Regions from separate parts of the Mus musculus genome. Here regions 2, 3 and 4 are each linked to region 1. A link is a contact called in public HiCAR-type, HiChIP or PLAC-seq and promoter capture Hi-C data. All regions are on one chromosome and are shown on one strand. Each heading gives the region's core, a stretch centred on a gene start, on an enhancer-like site or on the middle of the called end of the contact. The rest is flanking DNA. Distances are from core to core; before and after follow the strand shown.

Region 1 (3,298 bases), core at 577-3,076:
TTTCTGAGTTCGAGGCCAGCCTGGTCTACAAAGTGAGTTCCAGGACAGCCCGGGCTATACAGAGAAACCCTGTCTCAAAAAAAACAACAACAACACTCCCCCCCACCCCAAAAAAAAGCTCCAACTCTTCACTTGGGCTCAAAGATTGCTGAGAAGGATAAAAGTCTGCTACCTTCATTTGCATCTGTTCTCTTAACTTTGGGTCCAACTCCTTAATGCTATACAGTCAGTCAAATATTGTAAGATCGCTAACCCTTGTTATTCCTGTTTGAGAGTGAATGTGAGGTGAAGCAAACACACTGTACCAGAGACAGAGAGACACGCTCTCAAAGCATCTCTCCAGGCTACCCCAAAGTCTCTGTTCCAATGAAGTAGCAATATCAAGATGCTTAATGGAAACAGAGCAAAGAAGGTCATATTTACATCAAAGTACTTTTCAAATACTTTAGTAGAAATGTTACAGAAAAAAAAAAAAAGCCATAGGCTTCCAATGCTATCTGACAACATTTGCCATCTGGTTGGTGGGAGGTAGGTGTGTGCCTGAATATTCTAAAGAATGTACCTAATGGTCACAAAGCTGTTAGCTTACACATAAAGGAAGGCAATAAATGGCTGCCAAGGAGGCTAAAAATGGCACAGATAATGTTGTTTGTGGACCTGGAACATTCCACAATCAGAGGTTTAAACAGCTCATCAGACTAGCAGGCCATTCAAAGGAAGATACCTTTTTCTGGAATGTTCCCTTACAACCATTAGAAACTATGTTTCAGGAAAGATTGTTGATGTTGAAAGATTAATCTTATAGATCTGAGCATTTATCTCACAATGGAATCCACATACCTTTTCTAGGCTTTGGTGTGCCTGACAATGCTACAGGTAAGACAGAGAGAAGATGAGAATTTTTCATTGTTCATTAGTCTCAAAAATAAGCTCCTGTCTCCCAGTTCCTTGAAGCAGAGAGCAAGAGGACTATTGACAGCTTAATCTTTGGCAACTAAGGTACCCAACACTAAGAAGTTTTATAATCTCTCATCTTTATAACACCACAGCTACCATCTCAGACACAAGGTCTAACTGGAAGACAATGGGAATTTAAGCAAAGTTTACAAACTCATGAGCAAAATTTCACTCCCAATGTTCACTGTCTGGGGAGCTTTTGGATAGGCTCAGCTTGGGTTCCCAAGGATGCTTCCCACATCTATATAAGTGGATAATAAGTAGCCTTGAAAACGTTCAGAAAAATAGATGAAATAAACACTATTGTGCTTTGGTTTGTTTAGGTTTTGCTACTTGGCTCTCGCTGGCCTCAAACTCGCAGTGATCTTCCTTCTCAGTCTCCTGGCACTGAGATGTCTTAGTCGCCCTGGCTACACATGCAGCTAATTTCCTATTTAAATTTTAAGGAGTACAGACTACCTATCGATCTAGCCCAGAATTTGTTGTTCCAGTGAATACCGGAGCCATAAAGAATCTGACTCTCCAAGTAAAGGTCACAGCTGACTGCTAGAAACGTCTGGCTGCGCCCTCTGGCCTAGATTCGGGTCCAGCTCTCCCGGGCAGCCCTCTGGAAAGAACGTGACCTTCGGGCTCCGGTGACACTGGGCACACAGTCTTCTTCTCCGGGCCAAGCACAGAAGTTTAGGCTCGGGCAAGGTCGGGAGCAGGACGCATGCGCAGAGGGCCTTCAGGCCACTCCCTCTTCTGGCCCAGGTCCGGACCCGAGACCCTCCCTCATCTAGCCCCGCCTCCCAGGCCACACCCCTTGAGCCTGCAAAGACCACGCCCAAGGTCTTCTGCTTGGACCCGTCATCCCTCTGTCTCTCAGCCGAAGTCAGTCTGAGAGCTCAGACCTCATCTGTGTGTAAAGGGACTCCCTAGGCCACGCCCCCGAGGTCTGCAGACTTTGACCCGCACGCCTCCGCACCCCTAGAGTCTAAGGCCCGCCCCTCTCCTCCCTCCAAGCCACGCCTCCTGGGGGCGGGACCCCCGTCCGTTTTGCTTGCTGCACGGAGGTGGTCGGAGGCAGCAGATCGAGGAGCCATCATGGCAGCGGCGTTCCGCAGAGGCTGCAGGGTGAGCGGGTGACCGGGTGGTATCGGGAGGGTCGGCCCTACGCGGCCTGGGGGAAAGCGGGAGCCTGCGGGCGTCCCCCCGCGCTGCCTGCCGCCCTCCCTCACTGATCTCCGGGCTCTGACCCCTGCAGGCGTGGCCCTGCGGACCTGCTTCATTCTGGGTCAATGGGCTCAGCCACTTCTCTCCAGTCACCCACGCTTCTTGAAGGGAACCCGGTGTCAGAACCCTGCTGTGGCAGAGGCGATCACTTCCAAAAAACTTTGACTGTAGTCCCACCCCAGGAAGGCATCAGTGTGTGGTTCTGTAGCCACGGGCGTGAACAAGTGTTAGGATCCAAACAGGTTGATCCTGGGTGTGCACAGAACACAGGCACAACACGAAGGAAAGGGAAGTGGGCCGCTCCGCTCGCACCAACAGGGTTAGGACGCCTGTGGTTTTGTGATGTACAGGCACCCTTCCAAAAAACAAAAGGGAGACAAGCCTACCGAAGAATTTTCATGAAGCTTGCTTTCTAAATGTTGTACCCTGCAGAGTTTTGTCTCCTAAGCTGTTTTAACCACTAGTTTGTTATATTAGCGATGTGTTCGTACAAACCTCCATTTATACCACCTAAAACTGGACTGAAGTTGCCTCTGGCACCGAAAGCTGTAGTTTTAGAATTTACAACACCATTACTATACAACTCAACAGGTTCTGAAAGCAGAAATTGAAGGGTTTTAAAGTTATTTTTTATTCTGACAACAGAACTACAGGTTTCTTGGTGCCTCCAAGGACAAGAGAGGGAAAGTCTAACACCATAACAAAACAGAAAATGCATTCCTTTATCCTATTTTTCACACCGGGATAAAACCAAGAGTCAAATTTCTAAGTAATTCGTTACTTAGTTATGCTGTAGTTGCGGGCTTGAAGACTAAAGTTAGTAGTGTTCCCATATTGGAATTCCTTGGTTTTGGCAGAGAGCCAGGAATAATAAACGCAATTCTCTTCTGACTTTAGAGTTTCAGAGTGTCGTCGTTCTTTATATTGGGTCTCATTTTGTAGTCCAGGGTGGTGCGGCGCTCACAGCTTCACCTCTGCCTTCAAGCCTGGCTGTCTTATTTTAATAATCTCCAGTTATCTCCTAGGATTAGTGAGCCTGATTTTCAGGTGTAAATACAAATTGTGTGTTTGGAACTGTTCCCAGACGGGTGTTTGCAAAACTTAAACTCTATGTTGTAATGCTAAG
Region 2 (3,298 bases), core at 528-3,027, 1.7 Mb after region 1:
TCTTTCAGTGAGGCATCCCTTTCCAGCAGCGTCCTGTACAGCGCCTGCCTCACAGTGTGACTATTTATGTAACCGCTGTGGTTTACTTTATCATCAAAGCTGTCTGCTCACTCGTGTTCGATTTTTATCTCACAAGACTAGAAATCACACACTTAAAAAGCTTCCAAAGCCGAGAGGTGGAGTACACCTACACTAGAGACAATTCAGCAGGAAGCCTTAAACCTCAGGCCTGCCTAGGCTTTCGGTAGAGGCCCTGCATCAAAAAGTTTCCTCAGATGCCCAGGCAGACACACTTGTCCCTGAGCCTAACAACTTACACCTGACCAAAGGGTCCTACATGGAAGGAGAATCAACTCCCACAAGTTGTCCTCTGACTTCTATGTACACCAACCACATTGCTCATGGAATCCCTCTGTATGAATAAATATATTTTTTCAGTATCTATGCACTAGATAAGTGTGCTTGCTGTATTATGGTAGACTTGATAAACCTTGATTGAGTCGGTAATCTTTCGGTCCTGAAGGAAGTTTCCAGTATAGTCAAAGCTGGCTTTAAAAACCTGCTCATGTCTAGCAACTACAACAGAGCCATAAGGGTTTATTTTACCTTACAGGCAAATTCCATAACATACTTTTTTTTTTGAGACAGGTCCCTCTTGGCCGTTTTGACTGGCCTCAAACTCAAGAGACCTGCCAGGCTCTGTCTCTCGAGTGCTGGGACTAAAGTCGAGCACCACCCCACCCGGCAAGGCAACATTATACATTTTTAAGCTACAAAGAAGTCGGGGGCGGGGGCTACTTGAAGACATTGACGTTCAGGTTATTGGGGGGGGGGTGTCAAATGCAAGGACTCTTATCTATCCAACCCTTTTCATCTGGGAAAATGGTTGCCATTCGAGGCAACAGTACGTCCCTACGTAGCACAAAGAGGTTGGAGGCTTCGACTTGGGAAGAGAGAGGCAGATTCAAACTCAAGGCTGGGGAAGAAAGGGCCCGGGGCCATTTGGAGCTGGGGAAAGGATTGGTGGATCGCACGCAGATCCCGCCCCGGGGAGAGCCTCGCTGGTGAACGCCGCGGGGAACGTTAGGCTAATTACGGCGAGGGTGGAGAGCTCGGCGGCGCGGGAAGCGGCGGGGACCGCTAGCCAGGCAGCCGGCCCTCCCTGGCTTGCCCTCGCCGTGACCTGAGCGCCCAGAACCTTCCACGCGCCTGGGTCGGGCGGAACCGGAGCCGAGGGAGCCGGGGCAGGCAGGGCGCACGGGGCGGCGAGGCCGCGCGCGCGGGGCGGAAGTGGAGGCCACGCTCGGGGAGAGCGCGTGGGAGGGGGGGGCGCTTCAGACCACGACAACGGGCTCGGCCTCGAGCCGCTGGGACCCCTCGTGAGAAGACGCCATCTCCTCGGGCGGCAGCCGCGAGTGCGAGCAGGGCCGGACCTGCCCCGCCGGCGGCTCTCGGGGGTCGGGGAGGGGAAGCCGCCGCGCGGTCGGTCCACGCTTACCTGCCGCGCTCTCTGCAGGGCATCTTTGAAAGCGTCGTTAACGACTCCGCCGCCGCCGCCGCCAGCCGAGCCAGACGACGGCGGAGGCACTGTGGAGTAGTCGGCCATACCCACGCTACAGCACACGCTGCCGTTTCCTCGCGGAGGGAGGCGCCGCTCTCGGTTAACTGCTAAGAAAGGAAGAAGATGGCGGCCGTCGAGGCTCTATCACATTCTTGCACGACCATCGTGCCGTAAAGGGGCGGAGACTGGCAGACGGAAATCCCGCGATGTTTCAGCGCTGACGCGCGATTGGCGGGGGGTGAAGAGGGGGTGGAGGGTACAGAGAAGGGACGCCGGGCGAAGAATATCGCGAGACTTGACCGGGCTCCCACGAGAGTAGGGTCTCTCTGGGCGCCTCCTCGCAGCGCGAGTGCGGGCCATTGTTCCCTCGCCTCGGCGGCTGAGGCAGTGGCGCCCGGGAAGTGTGCCGCCCGCGCTTGTAGGGGACTTGGAAAGGCCGTCGCGGATCAGGGAGCTAGCTAGTGTCCTTCCGTGTTTCCGTAGTAAGGGGCCTGACGTCGTCGGGCGGGGACGTCACGCAACAGTGTCGCGCGGCCGCACAGCCCGAGGGCCGCGCGCACGGGGCGTGCGGGGCGTCCGCGGCGACGCTGCGGAACCGTCTGCGGCCCGGCGGCGGGAGCCCACCATGCTCCGGGGCGCCGAGCTGCCTCTGCCCATGTCTCCACCCGGGCCGGTCACAAGCGGGGAGGAACTCAGACCACCGGGCCCTTAGTTCTCGAGCCGATTGCCTACTGAGTCTCTTATGTAAAATAGTGTGGGCGAGCGGATGGTGAAAGTATGACCGCCCTTTGTCCTTTAAAAACGTGAGTGTTGCACATCCAGTATGTAGACACCTAGCGTTGCGTGTCTTTGGCCAGTCTTACCATGTGCCCCTTATGTCACGAACGTGTCATGCTCCTGACACAAACCGGCTTTACTGCGTTTTCCCCACCCCCCCCCCCGCGCCCCTGCGGGTAGTCAGATCAATGTCATGGTCTGAATTTTCATTTCTGGACTAGTTGGCTTTGCAGGCAGTTTCTAATATTTGTCATATATGCCAATAACCACGTTTCTCCAGACCATTCCTGAGCGTGTCTTAGCCATGCTAGCCTAATGCTGGCAATTACTACGGTGAATGAGGGTTCTTGGGCCTTTATTCTGTTTATACTTAGTATGCCACAATGATCCCTGCTCTCAGTTTAGCTAAGAAAAAGGCAAAATGGACTGTCTAATGTATGACGTTTCCCCCCTCTCAGTCTAAGAAGCATTTTTCTTAACACCAATCTTAGAATGAGAGAAATATGTTCCCTTGGCTTTCCGATAGCCGGAAACTATGTGTCCAGTACCCACTATCAGTTACTAAGTCAGGTGCTGGCAGATACAAACAGCATGATTTTCTTAAAACCAGCTCTGTCTTAGCCATTTGATAGCTCAGTTTGACCTGTTTAACCTGTTCATGGATGTCTAGGAATGTCCGTGGATTTAGAAAAACAGTAAAGGTATTGGGCTACAGATTTAATCATAGCAATATGTAGGAAAACTAGCTAATGAGAGTATTTCAGTCGCGTTTTAAGGAAGTTTGCCCAGCAAATAGCATTTACTCATCAGTAATTGATGTTTTTATTCACTAATTAGATTTGTATACTAGTTAGATGTCTGGTTGAAATAATTCAGAGTTTTATTTATTCCCCCTATAACCAATTATCGTTTAGATTTTTTCTAAATATTGAAAGGACCTTCATTTCTCATTTTTTACAA
Region 3 (3,298 bases), core at 540-3,039, 1.5 Mb after region 1:
CTGTCTTGCGGTCCAAAGTTCAGACCCCTTACTCTGAACAGTTTAGAAAGTCCTGTAATACTGATCCTGGGGATCAGACACCCTCTTCTGGCTTCCAGAGAGCTGAGCACATACAATATCCAAGATACACAGGCACATAATAAGTAAATGATAAAAAATTTAAAATGGTATGTGCTGGCTGTGATAACAAATGCCATGAATCCGGGCCCACCTAGTCAGTTTTAGAGTATCCGGGGATACAGATAGTATGCCTGTCTCAGAGCGAGGGGTGGGGCGGACAGGATAACTATGAATGAATTATCTATCTAGTTTCCCGATTGTGTAGCTTCCATACTTTTGAATACAAAGAAATGAAAACAAATATGGTAAACTGACTTGTGAGTGGCTGTTCTAAGTAGAAAAAAGTGATTGACTCATGAAGACACTTATGACCGACCTCAAATTTAAGAAGTAGCGGGATTTTTCGTTAAAACAAACCCACTACTATTTTCTGCAAAACAAAACCGGCACCCCAGAATACCAAAAATGGTAGCCCCAATCCCTACCGACGTGAGTTTATCAGCATGTACAGAACAAGGATTGTATTCTGACCTCGGGTACTGTCAGGGGTGAGGGGGCCTCCCAAACACTGCCAAAAGTTACTGTCAGCAGCCAGGGTGACGAGGAGAACTTCCCAATAGACAAGTGGGTGGCTAAATGACGCCCGGACACGAGAGATGCTATGCGTTCTGTTGGGAGACTGGGGGAAGATTCTGCAGCCACAGGCGACAGGAAAGTGGAGCTGTCTGCAGAGAGGGTAACTGGGCAGAGGGGGCGGCGGCGGGCGGGGCGGGCTGGCAGCGGCCTCCGGGCCGGCGAGCGAGCGCCGGGCAGCGGCCGGCGGGGAGGTCTCCGCAGGTGGCGGGCGCCCGGGGGCGGGAGGAGCGCGGCGCGCGACAGCCGCTCTGCACCGCCGCAGGCGACGGCGAGGCGCGCGCACGAAGGCTCCCGGCGCCCGGGCGCGCGCCCCGGCCCCTCCCCGACAACTTGCCTGCAGGAAAAGAGTTACTGGTCCCAGGGCCCCGAGAACCCGGGGCTCCGCCATCCAGCGCAACCGCTCTGCCAACCAGGTCCCGCGAGAGTCCGGAGATCTCGCGATACCGACCCGCTGGCATCTCGCGGGCGGGCGTGCGCTGGAGCCAACATGGCGGCGTGGGGGAAGCTAATCACTACTTCGGGACTTTGAACGTGTGGTTCGTCCTCGCACTGGGAGGCCGCGGGCAAACGGGAGGAGAGGCAAGCCTTCCCCGCCCTGGATTCCTCCTCTGAGTCGTCTGAGGGGAGAAGGAAAGGCGGGACGCCAAACTCAGCCCTCTGCCGCCCTCCGGACGCCACGGAGGACCGCGCTAGCCCTCAGCCGGCCTGGCCTCCGGTCACGTGGCCGTCACGTGAGCCCCGCGCGCGCGCCCGGCGCCTCCGCAGGCCTCCCCGCCCCCTCAGCCGCGAACGCGCGCGCCCGGCCCACGTGGGGGCGCCGCCGCCGCCGCCGCCTCGGCCACCCCCTCCCGGCGCTCGCTCGCTCTGAAGGGCTCCGGCCCCGCGCGCGCCTTTCCCTCCGCGCTCCGCTCCCGCCCCTGCGCCGGCCCCGCCACGCGCCCCGGGGATCCCGCTTACCTCTCGCGTGGGGCGGGCCGCTCCGGGAGGCGCCGCCCGCGTGGCCGCCGTCGGCCGCCGCACTGGCTCCAGCGCCCTCCGCCGCAGGAAGCGCCACAGCGGCGCCGCGGCGCTTCCAGGTGGGTCCCCGCCTCCCGCTCCTCCACTTCCCGCAGCAGCGGCGGCTCCTTCCGGTCCCCTCCTTCCTCGGCTCTGAGACGCTGGGAGCCGGGCGCTCGGCGCGCCACCTACTGGTGGCCGCGGCCGCTGCAGCGATCCCGACCCGGCCGGCCGGCGGGCGGGAGGATTCACCGGCCCAGCCCGCTGCGTGCTGTGATCCGCTCTACCTTCCCGGAGAGGCTCCCCGCCCGCGTCCCGACCTTGCCTGGCCCCGCGGCGCTTTCCGCACGACGCCCCGGACTGCCGCGCCAGCCGCCGCCCGCTCAGTACGCAGGCGCCCACCTCTCCAGCCTTTGCTCACCTCCCTCCCTAGGGCAGGACTCTTCCCCAGCTCCACCGCGACTCGTCGGCAGTCCCACCAGAGTACACCTTCTCCACCGCTTTTATTTTCCGTACCTTTAAACAGCACTACCCGCCAAGAATGAAGTCTCTTTAAAGGCAGGGCGTCTTTTCTCTTAGCTTTTGCCCACAGTTGTGTCCAGCACCAAGTATGGCTCAACCCATAGTGAAAACTGGTTATTTATGTAGCTCAGCGTGTGCTTACCGGAACTACGTGAAGCTCTGAGTTCAATCCATAACACCGCCCTTTCAAATATACAGTATTAGCAGTGCAGCAAAGTAATGCCCGCCTTCAGTTACAGGGATAAGTATTTCCTCTGGGTTGATAGCACCATAGGCCACCACTTCTGAGCTGTGGGGACGCTCATGCAACCCTTTGGCTATTAGATTGTGTTCCAAAAAATACCAAGTCCACTGGTAGAATCCATTAACTGGGGCTCTTCGCAACTGTGCAGTATGGCTTCAGTGCCTTTCTTTGTTTTCCTTAGCTGGAGCAGTTTTGTTTTTCCAAGGAAGTGGGTAAGTGTGGTTTCTTTTCAATTGCTCGTAAGTTATTAGATCATAGAAGTGGACTTGTATTTGGTTGTCTCCAATTCAACTCAGAGTAATATCTGCTCCAAAATAAAGAATACCAATTATAGTTATACTGACTATCACACCTGCCATCTTGTGTCTTAGAGACACTGCTCTCCATTGCCTTAATTTTCCTAGTAGTGGGGTCTATAAGGCCTCACCACAGCACACCCTCCCATGGTTTTTATTGAACTGTGTTGGACTTGCAATAGGCAGAGATATAAAAATAACACGATTTCCCAGCCAGGCAATATGCTACCTGCATAGGCTAGCTACTATTGGGATGGTCAGAATTTATCTGCTGCTGGGAGCATTGTCTAGCCACACACACACACACACACACACACACACACGCACGCACGCACGCACGCACGCACGCACGCGCGCGCCATTATTGGACTGTCATCCGTTTCCAAGAGAACGATGGTTGTAACGATAAAGGTCCCCACAGGTTTACTTTCCCTTTCTCTTCCGTGGGAATGGTACCACCGCACTAATACGCAAACGTTTTGTTTTGTTGGTTTTTCGAGAGAGGGTTTCTCTGTGTAGCCCATGCTGGCCTGGAACTCACTTT
Region 4 (3,298 bases), core at 385-2,884, 1.2 Mb after region 1:
AAGGACTTCCTGAATGGATTCCTGCTGCAGAATAAATAGGCCAGTGGGAGAGAAATGAAACCTCATGAAATTCAAAAACAAAAACAACAAAACCCTTCCGTTCAGCAAAAGAAAGAGTTGGGTGAAGAAAGAGCCTAGGAGACAGGAGATAATCTAACAGCGAATTAATATCCATGATATACAAAAGCTCAAGACGGCAGATGTCAGGAAGAACACAGAAGACAACTCAAGCAAAACTCAGCTAAGCACTGAACAGAGAGAAGCCCAAGTGACCAGCAACTATCATGAAGCACTCGGTGCCCTTAGTCATCACAGAGGCACCAGTTAAAACCACAATGAGATTCCATCTACATCAGGAAGAATGGCTAACAGCAAGACACGGATATTGGAATGGTGTTGGTGGGCATATAACCTTCTGCAGCTACAAGGAAAACCAACGTGGTGATTTCTAAGAAAGCAAATGCTACAGTTGCCATATGACCCACCCATCCCACTCCTGGGCACCCACCCGAAGAACTCTGCATCCTACCAAAGAGACCTGCACATCTGTGGTCACGGCCGCTCTAGTCACAGTAGCTAGGAAATACAGTCAGCCTAGACACTATTAACTCAAGTAACAACAAAAATGAGGTACACACACAATGGAATTCAAGTCATCCAATAACTTGAAACTATGAGATTTTCAAGAAATGGAAGAAACTGAAAAATATTCTATTACCTTAACTCTCTCATGTGTGTTCAGCTCTTTTATATATACACATCTATATCACAGGAGAAATATGATCTTTAAGTTGGGGGTGGGGAGACAGCAGAACCCGTGTGACATAGAAGGGACACGATGGTCTCACTCAGCGAGAGCAGATGGCAGACAGAATGTACAGTCTAGGATGTCAACCGAAAGAAATGATACATGGAAAGCTGACATTTTGGTAAGCTAATCAAAAAACAATTTTTAAAAATATTTTGAATGGGATATTCACCCTGTGGGGATGAATAAAGGTGTTTCCAGAGGTTACAGCCTATTAAACAAGAATCCCAGGACCAGGGCAAGGCACTTCTCAGGAGGTGACCATGGGTGCTCCCAAGAACCCCAAAACAACCCAGGCCACTGCCCTTAGTTTCCTACCATAACTAGTTGGTCAGACTGTGCTGCTCAAGATCACACAGGATTGACCCCAGACACAGAGAAAGCAAGCTGCAGCTGGGCTGGAACCTCCCCCCTGCTGGCTAGGCTGAAGCTGCCAGGGGGCGCCATGCAGCTCGCCCTCCGGGTACCAACACTGACGGCCAGGCAGCTTGAGAGCACTGGTACGGCGGGAAGCCTGCCCACCTCGGGGCTGGACTTGCCACAGGAAGGACCTCGCTTCGGACGCTCTCCGCTGGTCAAAAGCCTGTAGCTGGGAAGAGGGGCTGCAGGATGCAAGTCGCGCCTATCAAACGGCCTTCTCCAGAGCTCACATGCCCGCAGAGCTGCTCAGACAAGCTTCTTCCTCCAGTGGGCAGCAGTGACTGCAGACTCATAACTACTCAAAGTCGAGAGAATAAACTAAACGACAGTTTGAATACCTCGCCCGCTATACCTAGGACATATAGAACAGCCCCTCAAAGCTCGGGGGCACTGTGGAAGATGGAGCAGAGAGAACGGAAGAGTCAGCGGAAGTGAGATAGCTGTGGAAAGCTGACTTCCGGATACGACAGGACTTTGGCAATCGCAGACCCACAGCAGCCTTGACATCTGCACTGGACTGCAAGGCTGGGTCTGTCAGGACCCTTCCAGGGAAGAGCAAGGGATCCGTGGAGCCCCACCCTCTCCAGGACTCACAGGCAGTTAAAAGTTGATGGGGGAGGAGACAGAATTTCCACAGCCCTGTAGCTATAAGGTGTACATGCTCTGTAAACAGGCTTCCGCCCACGCTCCTGCAGACAGCCCTGAGGAGACTCACAGGGTCACCACAACTGATAGACAAAGGCAAGACAAGAAAGCATAGGGGAGCCAGCTGGGAAGAGGATTGGCAGAACTGGGGTGAATATGACCGACATACACCATGCACATGCATAAACCGACATAATGAAATCCATTGCTGTGGACAACTAATACATAATAATTAATTAAATTATATACTAATTAAATATATATACTAATTAAAACACTTAGTCCCAACACTTGGGAGGTAATATCAGGTGGACCAAGGTTCAAGACCAATCTCAGGGACACAGGAGTTTATGGGCAGCCTCTAATACATGAGAGCCAGTTCAACAGAAAAAGCTTTTAAAAGAAAAAACTTGTGAAAAAAAATGAGCAATTTTCTAATTTTTAAATTTTTCTTGTTGAACCATTTGAAAGTTGAGACACCATCAGTTATTATGTATTTCAGCATGCCTTCACAATGTCAACAATGTTTCAAAGACAGTGTGTAATTCACACTGAGTCTCATGTAGCTCACCAGTCTCACAGTGGTTAAATCAACCGCTCATAACTTTCCTGGAAATACTGGTTCTCTTCCACAGGTTGCACACTGTTTCCAGGAACCTGGCTCGATGTTCTTTCCAGTTAGGTGACTTCCATCCTAACGCACTGTTACCCTTGTACTCCTGCATCTTCGTTTCTCACTCGGAGGCTCGGGAGGCCTCTTCCTCCCTGCTTCTGCTGAGGTGACGCCCTAGCATACTTGGAGGATTGGCAGGGTAGACAGTCCCTCTCAGGTACCCACGACATAAGACCTTTCAATGCACACATTCTGCTTGAGCTCTGAAAAGGTTTCCAGTACAGTTTTTAACGCTATTTCTATTTCTATTCCATTTGATTTTCTAGTTTAAGCATTAAGCAAATATAATGGACCCCCCCCCCAGACTCTCTCTCTCTCTCTGATTTTTCCTGTTTTCTTCCTCACATTTCAGTGTTATTTTCCTGGCTCTTATTTCTAGTCTTTATTCCTTTCACTGAACTTGTGGTAACACACTCCTCCCCTGGGTGTCTTGTAATTTAGTTTTCACTTCCAAGGTGATTTTCTCTATTTTGCCTTTGTCTTTCCAGAGTCCAGTTGGGTTCTTCCAGACATTTCTGTTGTTTGTCTCTTTCAGTCATGACTCTCTCAGTGAGTTCATTCATTACACAGACACTTGTGTAATACCGTGTTCACACTCCAGGGCTCCAGCTGGCCTTCCTCTGTGTTTTCTTTTATATCCCAGCCCTCTGTGTGTGTTTATGCATGTGCAGGCGCTTGTATACGATATGAGTGCGCATGTCTGAAAACCTCATTCCTCAGCCCCGTCAACGTGGTTTTAGAGACAGCCTGTC

Evidence for each region. HiCAR-type assays count read pairs that join an accessible place to other places. HiChIP or PLAC-seq counts read pairs in DNA pulled down with a chosen protein or histone mark. Capture Hi-C pulls out chosen DNA fragments and counts their contacts.
Region 2: a contact with region 1 is called in a promoter capture Hi-C map of adipose tissue, with 4 times the contacts expected there. The contact joins the promoter of Fubp1 here to the promoter of Acadm in region 1. A contact is called at or near these places in 9 of 39 promoter capture datasets (the C10 cell line, the HPC-7 cell line, cranial neural crest and 5 more), 3 of 484 Hi-C or Micro-C datasets (B cells, CD4 T cells and CD8 T cells), 4 of 115 datasets of contacts at active chromatin or transcription factors (astrocytes, double positive thymocytes, large pre-B cells and 1 more) and 2 of 9 other capture datasets (adipose tissue and liver).
Region 3: a contact with region 1 is called in a HiCAR-type map of astrocytes, with 4 times the contacts expected there. The contact joins the promoter of Zzz3 here to the promoter of Acadm in region 1. A contact is called at or near these places in 3 of 39 promoter capture datasets (cranial neural crest, erythroid cells and pre-B cells), 1 of 15 datasets of contacts at CTCF or cohesin (large pre-B cells), 3 of 484 Hi-C or Micro-C datasets (CD4 T cells, regulatory T cells and uterus), 8 of 115 datasets of contacts at active chromatin or transcription factors (the 230-238 cell line, astrocytes, embryonic forebrain and 5 more) and 2 of 9 other capture datasets (liver and pancreatic islet).
Region 4: a contact with region 1 is called in an H3K27ac HiChIP or PLAC-seq map of large pre-B cells, with 5 times the contacts expected there. The contact joins the enhancer-like site here to the promoter of Acadm in region 1. A contact is called at or near these places in 3 of 39 promoter capture datasets (cranial neural crest, hippocampal neurons and pre-B cells), 4 of 115 datasets of contacts at active chromatin or transcription factors (embryonic stem cells, forebrain and large pre-B cells) and 1 of 9 other capture datasets (adipose tissue).

Annotation. Positions count from the first base shown.
Region 1 is chr3:153,943,171-153,946,468 of GRCm38.p6, reverse strand. It overlaps Acadm (acyl-Coenzyme A dehydrogenase, medium chain), which reads left to right and starts at 1,826. Exons shown (of 12, transcript NM_007382.5): 1 at 1,826-2,073. The coding sequence starts at 2,044.
Region 2 is chr3:152,208,901-152,212,198 of GRCm38.p6, reverse strand. Fubp1 (far upstream element (FUSE) binding protein 1) reads right to left here and starts at 1,777. Exons shown (of 20, transcript NM_057172.4): 1 at 1,499-1,777. The coding sequence starts at 1,606. It also overlaps a transcript of Dnajb4 not described here.
Region 3 is chr3:152,394,494-152,397,791 of GRCm38.p6, reverse strand. Zzz3 (zinc finger, ZZ domain containing 3) reads right to left here and starts at 1,789. Exons shown (of 14, transcript NM_001080755.2): 1 at 1,654-1,789.
Region 4 is chr3:152,761,742-152,765,039 of GRCm38.p6, reverse strand. All of the region lies in intron 9 of Pigk (phosphatidylinositol glycan anchor biosynthesis, class K), which reads right to left. Among named protein-coding and RNA genes, the nearest start is that of Gm40181, 7.3 kb to the right of the region's middle. Within about 2 kb of position 1,634, at least 136 of the 459 cell types and tissues checked have an H3K27ac peak or open chromatin away from gene starts, as enhancers often do. A contact at or near this core is called in adipose tissue, where this site is marked.